Linked DNA regions of Mus musculus: region 1 is linked to region 2. The links are chromatin contacts, called in public promoter capture Hi-C maps. All regions are on one chromosome and are shown on one strand. Each heading gives the region's core, a stretch centred on a gene start, on an enhancer-like site or on the middle of the called end of the contact. The rest is flanking DNA. Distances are from core to core; before and after follow the strand shown.

Evidence for each region. Promoter capture Hi-C pulls out the DNA fragments that hold promoters and counts their contacts.
Region 1: a promoter capture Hi-C map of the HPC-7 cell line shows a contact between it and region 2. The contact joins the promoter of Ybx3 here to the enhancer-like site in region 2. A contact is called at or near these places in 6 of 39 promoter capture datasets (the HPC-7 cell line, cranial neural crest, maxillary cranial neural crest and 3 more) and 1 of 115 datasets of contacts at active chromatin or transcription factors (large pre-B cells).

Annotation. Positions count from the first base shown.
Region 1 is chr6:131,385,012-131,389,732 of GRCm38.p6, reverse strand. It overlaps Ybx3 (Y box protein 3), which reads left to right and starts at 1,283. Exons shown (of 10, transcript NM_139117.2): 1 at 1,283-1,715. The coding sequence starts at 1,478.
Region 2 is chr6:130,402,836-130,407,343 of GRCm38.p6, reverse strand. It overlaps the pseudogene Gm6584. Among named protein-coding and RNA genes, the nearest start is that of Klra1, 18 kb to the right of the region's middle. Within about 2 kb of position 2,248, at least 7 of the 459 cell types and tissues checked have an H3K27ac peak or open chromatin away from gene starts, as enhancers often do. A contact at or near this core is called in the HPC-7 cell line, where this site is marked.

The sequences.
Region 1 (4,721 bases), core at 34-2,533, 980 kb before region 2:
TGTTCCCTTGTCCTTAAAAATGTTCTTAAGCTTGGCAGAGCAGCACACAACTTTAATCTAATCTCAGCCCCAGGAGGAGAGGAGGGCAGAGATGCAGGAGGATCTCTCAGAGGTTAGTATGGCCTGCAGAGCCGGGTTCAAAGACAGCCAGGGCTAACACAGAGAAACCTGTCTCAAACATACATTTTTCGTTTGTTTGTTTTTTGGTTTTACATTTATGGGGGTGGTGGGACCGCATGCTGCTGCCACGGCACATGTATGGAGGTCAGGACAACTTGGAGTTGATTATCTTCTTCCATCTGGTAGGTCCAGGGAAGAAACTCAGGTGGTCAGGTTTGGAGGCAAGCCTTTACCTGCTGAGGCATCTTGCAGGCCTTACTCTGAGTTGCTCAAGCTTTCCCCAGTTTAGTGCTAATTATAGCCAACTCGAGCAAAAGGTATCATGTGGATTTATTCCACTCTTTCAACGTAGGTTATTAAATACATATTAACAGCTTATTATCTGTTGCCTCTGACAGGTGTAAACCCTGCATTTGCAGTCATTCTGGAAGATCTAGATTTTAATTTTCTCACTTGTGGAGTCGCTAAACGAGGCCTTTTGATTTTATAAGAGTAATTGTTTTGTTTTGTTGGGGAGTAGGGGCGGTATTCCGGCGCACGCACATGGCTGTTTGGAGAGAATCTCTTGCAGCCTTCAAACTTCTTTTGCTCATGATGACCTTGAACTGACCCATGCGAGCACTGGATCCTCTAAGCTACATCTCCAACCCCTTGTCTGTTTTTTTTTTTTGTGTGTGTGTGTGTGTTACTACTTGGAAGGAGGGATAGTTGAAAGACAGCCTCAGTAGCCCAAGCTAGGCTACTCTCAATGACATTCCAGCCTCAGCCTCTTGTGTACTAGGAATACTGGAGCGGGCTAACCACAGCTCCCAGGTTACTCTAGTTCCTATCTCAGCGCCCAGAATACTTTCTGGTATCTGCTGGATGTGCAAATGTAAAGGAGGTTTTTTTTTTTGTTTTTGTTTTTGTTTTATTAAGGCGCTGTGGGCCCACTCCACCTCTCAGGAAGCAGGCTCAGGTGAAAGACGTCTTGGGGAGGGTATGTCTCCTCTGCTCCGCGGCGACCTCGCCCGGGTGCCCGCATCCCCGGACTAACCAGCTCCGGGAGCCTTGCCGAGTAGCGCGGGCGCCTTTAAATGCTAATAAGCAGCTACGGCGGCTTTCCCCACCCTCTCTCTCCCCGCCCCGCGTCCGCCTGCCCGCCCGCCGCCCGCGAGCACTTGCGCGGGGCCATCTTCGGGGCCGGGAGATCCAGCGAGACCGCGAGCGCGCGCGTCCCCAGCCCTCGAGCCGCCGCCCGCCGCCGCGCCGCGCGATCCGCACCGGCCTCCCCGAGAGCGAGCCGGACGCCGCGACTGCCACCGCGCTAACCGCCGCCAACCGCCACCGAGGTGCCCGGAGAGAGCGGAGAGGCGGCATGAGCGAGGCGGGCGAGGCCACCACCGGCGGCACCACGCTCCCGCAGGCCGCGGCCGACGCGCCCGCCGCGGCGCCCCCGGACCCCGCGCCTAAGAGCCCGGCGGCCAGCGGCGCGCCCCAGGCCCCGGCGCCCGCCGCGCTGCTCGCGGGGAGCCCCGGCGGAGACGCAGCCCCCGGGCCCGCCCCGGCCTCATCAGCCCCCGCGGGCGGCGAGGACGCGGAGAAGAAAGTTCTCGGTGAGTCCCTGCCTGCAGCCCGGGAGAGACGGCGGGCGAGGATGGACGTGGATGCAGGGCGGGCTGGGACACGTGGGCCAGCTCTGGGGAGTCTTGGCTGTGGGTCGGGAAAGCAGCACGTTTCCTCGGTGGGGAGGAGGGGACACTAGGAAGGCACGAGAGGGGTGACTTGGGAAGATTTTATTGTGTGGTGTATTTTTTTTTTTTACCCCCTAGGCCTGGGAGGGTCAGGTGTCTGTCTCTGACACCCTTCCCTCGTGGGCTTGGGACAGCCGCCATGCTCCTGCGGGCCACATGCCGGCACAGGGATGTTGCAACGCCCCGGGAAACTTGGGGCGGGCACTCGCCTCCCCTTACTGTGCCCACAGATGCAAAGAGCCTCCAGTACCTTCCAATTGCTGCACCATCCCCTCTCCCGCACCGTGGGAACACACGTGGTGTGACGGCCGGGAAAACTTAGTCGGAAGTGGAGTAGGACGAGTGTCCAAAACACTTACGACTTGTTACTGGAGGGAAAGGGAAGGTGGGGACTGGAGATTTCGCGGGGCGCGGGGCAGAGGTTTTATAACTGTGGCTGTTGTATTTTGTCGCACATTTGGGTGTCCTCATCTTCCTTAAGGAACGCCCGGTGTGAGGCCTTCCACAAGCTTGCCTAGCAGGTGGGTGGTGGATAAGCTCCCCGGAGGGTGTGTGCGTGCGCATGTGGTTTGCTATCCGAAACAGGAAAGTTAACAGATGGTGTAGGATGCTTCAGAAATGTTCACTGTTTCTGGGTGGGGCCGATTGGGCTCGCCTGCTCTCTGAGCTTCCTCCCCATTCTAGCGAGAAAGCTGAAGGAATAATTGTGGAAGAAATAGAACACCATTCGGTGTTCCCCACCCCTGACAGTTCTCTGGTTCTTGTTTTCCCAAGGCTTTAAAAACTTGGTTCCTGCCAATTTTTTTTTTCCCCACTCTCACTAAAAAGTTCCTTAAAGGTCTTGTGGGTGTTACATTGTGGCACTTTCTACCAAGATGCTCCTTGGACCATTTCCACACAAAATGAAAGATAGAACCCTGTGTTGCTAGCCGAAGCAGGTTCTTAATGATACCTTACTAAGGGCAGATGGAATCCTACAGGTTTTTACTTGATCCTTGCACTTTTGAGATAAGAAAAGTAGATAATATCTTTGGAGATTGGGGGTGGGAGGTGGGTGGTGGTGGTAGGGCGATAAAGGAAGGTTAATTTCCGCAATCCCCAGCAGTTTAGTTCTGTTTCTGCCAGATACCTGGTGATGAGTCTGATGTCTTTCATCCTGCCACCTCAAAAAGTCCAGACTCAGAAAATGAAGGGCAAGCCTCCACCTGACACTTTGAGCACTGTTTGTCTTTGTCCGATGTGGTCTGCCATCTCCTGTGCCAGGCCGACACACGGATATCCAAAATGTTCTGGACTCAGGACTGACTGAAATGGATATCTTGGACGCTCTCATTCTGGTCTTTGCAAAGGGGCCTTAACTTTGGTTTATACCGTGTAGTCCTTTAGGGAAAACAAGTTTATTCAAGTAAAAAGATCTGGGTAGGCGTATTTTACCAACCAACACCTTCTTGTGTACTTGAATATAGTATTAAAAGTGTGAATGAATTTGTCTGATCATAGATATTTGTACAGTTAGTATTTTTAAAAATAACTTTGAGAAGGAAAGAAACACCATCAACTGTGTGAAAACAGACTTGAGAATCTTGCCCATCTTCCCCCTTCTGCTGTTATCATTGACTTCCCCTCTTTTCTTTGTGTATCTGTTTTGGTTTTGCACTTTTACTTATTTATTTATTTATTTATTTTTGAGATTGGTCACATGAAGTAGCCCAAACTGGCCTTGGCCTCACTCACCTTGTAGCAGAGGATAACCTTTAACTCTTTGTCATCCTGCCTCTATCTCCCAAGGGGCAGGATTACAGGTGTGCACCACCATTACAGGTGTGCACCACCACATTGGGCTTAGTGGTTTTTTTGTATCAGTTTCTTCCAGAGCCTCCATGTGTGTATCTTTATTTATTTGTGTATATCCAGAGTTTTTGAAAGAAACAAAATCCTCTCATGTAAATCCTGATGTAGAGGCCATACCGTTTATCCAAACCGGACTTCCCTGTGTTGACATCTGAAACATCAGTTTTTTTTTTTTTTTTTTTTTTCTCATTTGCTCTGCAGCTCACATTAGATTGGCTTTAAGGCTTAGGAGCTCATCAAGGAAAGCTAAGAGGTTGGTGCAAGCCCATCCTTGCGCCACTCAGAACCACAGTGTCTTCTCACTCAGAGGTAGTAGACCTGGCTTGTCCATTCCTTAGCTTTTCCCTTCTAAGTGTAGTCCTGCCAGGTTTTGGATTTCACTGAGTGTTGATGACTGTCTCATGCACTTCCTTGGTTTAGGCCTATCCATTTCCTGGAGATACTAAATTTGACATTCATCATTGATCCCAGCAGTCCTGTTTGGAGTTTACAAAATTTAGATTCTTTTTCTTAATGAATTTTCAAGTGAGGTACTCTAGAGAAATTACCCATGACAGAGGATAGAAAATAGTAGTCAGTCAACTTTAGCAAATGCCAGAGTTTCCTTCTCAGCTGTTGAAGACAGCAGCAGGTTAACCCCTTGGTGTGAAAAGGGTCTGTTGTGGCCTGTACAGAACTGGGGTGAGACAGCATCAGTTCTGCCATTACTCTGGACTTCTGGCCAGCCCTATTTGGCCACCTGATGACAGTTTCTTTATATCTTTGTAAGTTGATTACTAAGAAGGAGCTACTGTGTTCCTCATTAAAGTTTGCCTAATATTTTAAAGTACTAGAATTGATAAGATGACCCAGCTTACCGGTTCTTTCTCTGTGGCTCTTCCTTTGCACATTGGTAATGTCTGGGTAAATAACTGGAATGTGTTTATGTGTTTTTTTTTTTTCCCTAGTTGATGGTTTGCATTTGTTTTGAGGCGTACACCTGTTGCCTCTTGAATGAATGTGAAGTGCTCTACCAAC
Region 2 (4,508 bases), core at 999-3,498:
CAAATATTCTAGAAAAATTATCCTAAGAAAATGAAACTTGAACATTAGGAACAATACTTTCATTCTCAAAGAAAGTGTTTTAATTGTCGTAAGTATCATAATATCTAATGCAAGATGGCATGGACAGTTGTCCCTCCTAAGAGTAAGTCTCCTAATAGAAGTAAAGTTACAGCTAAAGAAAGAAGGGATAACAGGTTAGAGGGCTTGGAATGAGTAAACCCAGTGTGAGTTTCTCAAAACTTCAAAGAATAATTTTGTTTATTAATGAAAAAGCAGAAATAAAACTTTTTATTATCAGTGCACACTGTCACATCTGTGCTCCAAGCTGAGACAGTTTTCTTCTTTAATGCAGTGGTAATCAGAGACATGAGCTTCAGATTCCAAATGCATTAGATAGACCAAAATATCCAGTACTATATAGAGCAAAATCAAACTTAAAGAGGAAAAGATAGTGGATTTATAGGCCTTTTCAAGGATGAGGATGTATACAGATCTGTTCCTGAGCAGCTGTGGTTCCCTACCAGTTCTCAAGAACATCCATCCCTCTTTCTTCCTCTGTGTCCTCAGTTATCTTTCTTGGTGGACTGCATGCTCCTGTTTGGTATCTTGTACTTGGATTGTAACTATGCCTCCAGTGCCTTCTCTAGAATGCACTTTTGTTCCTGTACAACTGGTGAGGGCACATTCCTGTCTTCCAGCTCCTAGGTTGAGTCTGGAAAATTCACAAGGCCAAGGCAGAAATAAGTTCTAAATTTTGTGAAAATTCACACATATAGGATTAGTATTGTGGGTGCATTTTAAGTAGAAATCTAAAATTTTGACATCCAATTTCAGTAAGTTTGTATCACTGACTTGTGCAAAATCTCCCCTTGTTTCGATGCTACACAACTTGTAATTAGTATTGAGATGTGTTCTGAGAATTTCATTATAATCTGCTTTTTGATCTAAGGTGATTGTTAATCTTACATGAATGTTTTGTGATAAACAGCTATTCAAAGAATTGATGACATTCATTTCCTATTTCTTCAATGTATATTGAGGACATGCTTGAGTAAAAAGACTTCATCTGTACAGAGACATTAAAGGTTACAGTTTATTGGATTCCTCCACAGTTGCAGAGGAAATCACTTCTAGCCTGTGCTAAAACATAGCTATGTATGTGAATACATTGCATTCCTTGTGTTCCAATAAGAATTGTGCCATTTCTTAATGTTATTTTAGTTCATATTTTCATGGTGTGTTAACTATTAACTCAATATTTTGCTTAGGCTGTTATTTGAAAATTTGTTCTTCAAAAAAATGAAGTGATTGGAATTCTAACATAATTTTATTCAGTTGTATTTTTTATGTTAGAGTCAACTTATCTTACACAAAAATTGATGTCTAAGTATGTGTTTCTATAGTGAATTAATTCAAGTGCTAATTTATATATGTTAAAGTAGCAATGAAAACAATGATTTGTAGGGGAAGGCCAGGTCAGAAAGGCAGCAGTTGTTGGGTGGGTGGGGGAGCAACCTCATAGAAGCAGGGGCAGGAAGGATAGAATTGGAGGTTTCTGGAAGGGAAACCAAGAAAGGGGAAAACATTTGAAATGTAAATAAATAAAATATCCAATAACAGAAAAAGTGAACAATTTTTTTAAAAAGTCTTTATGCCTAGGTAGGGAGTTGGAGTGTCACTTATATACAGAGGTATAGTATTTAATTGTTTATATAAATAACTTGAAATTTGGCTAAGGTATTTTTTAAATGTTGATTCTTTATATTTTTAATATCACCAAAGTTACAGAATTAATTTTATTATTTTTTATTTTTTTACTTGGTAAGTGACTGAATCAAACTGTTTCTTAATGTTCCCTCATACAAACTGGTGACAATAAATGTGCTCCTAAAACAGTTAAGGTAACAAAATGACTTATTACATTTAATAAATAAAATGAATAAGCATGAACTTCTTAAGGCATAGAAAAGACCAGTGGGAAAGGCAAAATAAAGAAATGGAACCTTTCTCCTAGGAAAAAGGGAAAAAAGAAAATAGGGATTTTTTTGGCTGTCAACATGAAGCTTTTTTCTAATCTTAAATTTTAATATGCACTCCTTATGAGCATTTTTTATATTATGTCTGTGACTAATTTAGTTTTTCAGTGTAGTCAACAAAAAAATGAACTGCAGGAAATTCTAAACCGCCACCATAACTGCAGCATCATGCAAAGTGACATCAGCTTAAAGGAAGAACTGCTGAGAAATAAGTCTATAGTGTGTGGTCTAGGCTCAATAAAGAACAAAACAGATGGCATGGCAAAACCAAGACTGTTTTAGCTTCCTCTCAGCACACAGATAAGGAGCAGGGGAGGATCATTAACACAGAATTACATTATCATCTATTGTTTCTTCCCTAGAAGCTTTGAAGTCCAACAGGAAGCTAAAGATGCTAGTGATCTCTGGGTTAATCTGTTGGGGATTTCTTGTTTCATGCAGAGGCTTGGAAACCCAGACATTCATGTTTGGATTAGGAGAATCTTATAGTTTATAGAAGTCAGTGTCTGTTTGGCATTTGTACTGCTCCCTGGGGAGGGAATTACAAATCAGCAATCCTGAGAATTTTGATTGTTTTGGTCTATAGGAAAATCTTAGTCTCCAACTTTGTTACTGACAGAGTACCAAACTTTTTAGTAAGAGTGTATTTATCAACTACTTATACTAAAATGGACTTAGAGCATCTACATGGATGCAGTTACAAAAATAATTGTGTGTGTGTGTGTGTGTGTGTGTGTGTGTGTGTGTGTGTGTGTGTGTGCCTGCATTCAATCTGACTTATTTTGAGAGAATTGGCCTGTTTGTACCAAAGTGACCCTTCCTGGAGCAGACATGGGAACTACACCATGGTGTGCATGCATTGTCAGTGACAGATGAATGAAGGTAGAAAGATGAAAAGACCAAGTATTCCAGAAACCTTTTTTACCCTTCATCCTGACTGGTCATCTTTAACTGACACAGTTTATTATTCATCATTAACTATTTTTTTTTCAAATTTGGAGATAACAAAGAGATCATGTATATAATCTTACCCCTCTGTGATAGTAAAATGTGATGATTGTCATTATGTCAGGATTAATATATTTACATTTTTTACATAATATATTTTGTGATAGGAAAAAAGTTCCAAAAACATCTTTGAACTATTCCAGACAAATGAAAAATGCTTTTGTCATTACTTTAAAATAACTTCACTATCTGAAAAGGGAATCATAATGATGTAATGCCTATGATTATGAGGCTGAGGGAGAAGGATTATAACTTTCAGGACAATCTGTACATTGCAGCAAATTCCAGGCCACCATGAGCTACACAAATATACCTCTTCCCAGAAAAATGAAGTTTGGAGATAAAGTTTGTTAATAGAGCATGACTATTACCAGCCCCTCACTAAACACAATATTCATATTGAGCTGATCTTGCTACAAAAACTGCACACAGTTTAATATATTCAACTTGAAAAATCTTTGAAGGTGGGCATACAATTGAAGGCATCAACATAATCAGGAGCACAGGCTATGAACAACAAAACCTCCTTTATATAACTCTTATTTCTCATAAGGTAAGAAGAACATGTAATACAGATAATGAAACATTGGTAAGTGCACAAAAGTACGTGGACCAGTGTACCTATAATGCATTACTTCAGATCTAGAATTCTTCCATCAGTTTAGCTGCCTTGAGTAGCAAGTACTCATTGTCTCTTGTCTAGCTCCTGGTATCTTACAAGTTTCTGCTTCATAGAGTTGGGCTGTTTTAGAAATCTGATCTGCCTGGAATCACAAAGATGTTCCTAAACCTGGTGTTTTTCACTTTGCACACCATCCTCAAGTTCATCCAAGTCCATCACAAAGGTCAGCATCGCTCTTTGGGTTTTACTGTGACACATGATGTCATTCTCTAGTCCAGGGTGACTTGGAACTCACTGTATACCCAAGGCTAGACTGGAATTCACCACTTAGCCTAGGATATCCTTACACTGGTGGTGACACTACTGTCCTGTCTCCTTATTTGGAGTGCTCAGGTTAAAGGCATAAGTCATCATGCTGGGCTGATTCATTTCCCTTTAAGTATTCTTTTGTGTGTATGTGTTACATTTTCTCTCCTGATTCATCAGTGATTGGCACATGAAATATTTTGGTTTTTGTTTTGTTTTTTATCTTGACTGTTACAAACAATGTTGCATAGATTATGAGTATGCAGGGGGCTCTGGGCATTATAGAATCTCAATTTCTGAGATCTGTGAAACTTTTGTTTTTGTCTTTTACACAGGCTTAATAAATACATTATTCTGGTAATAGAATAGCTGAAAATAAATTTAACCATTTACCTTCTCTGTTGTAGGCAGCAAAGTTGAAATACACTGTGTATTGCACCCACCTCGGCCAGCAAGCAAGACGCAACATGGTCAGATTCTTCTCAATAGCCTTTATTGCAGGAATGCCTCGATGCTGCTACGGGCACCCCGGGAAC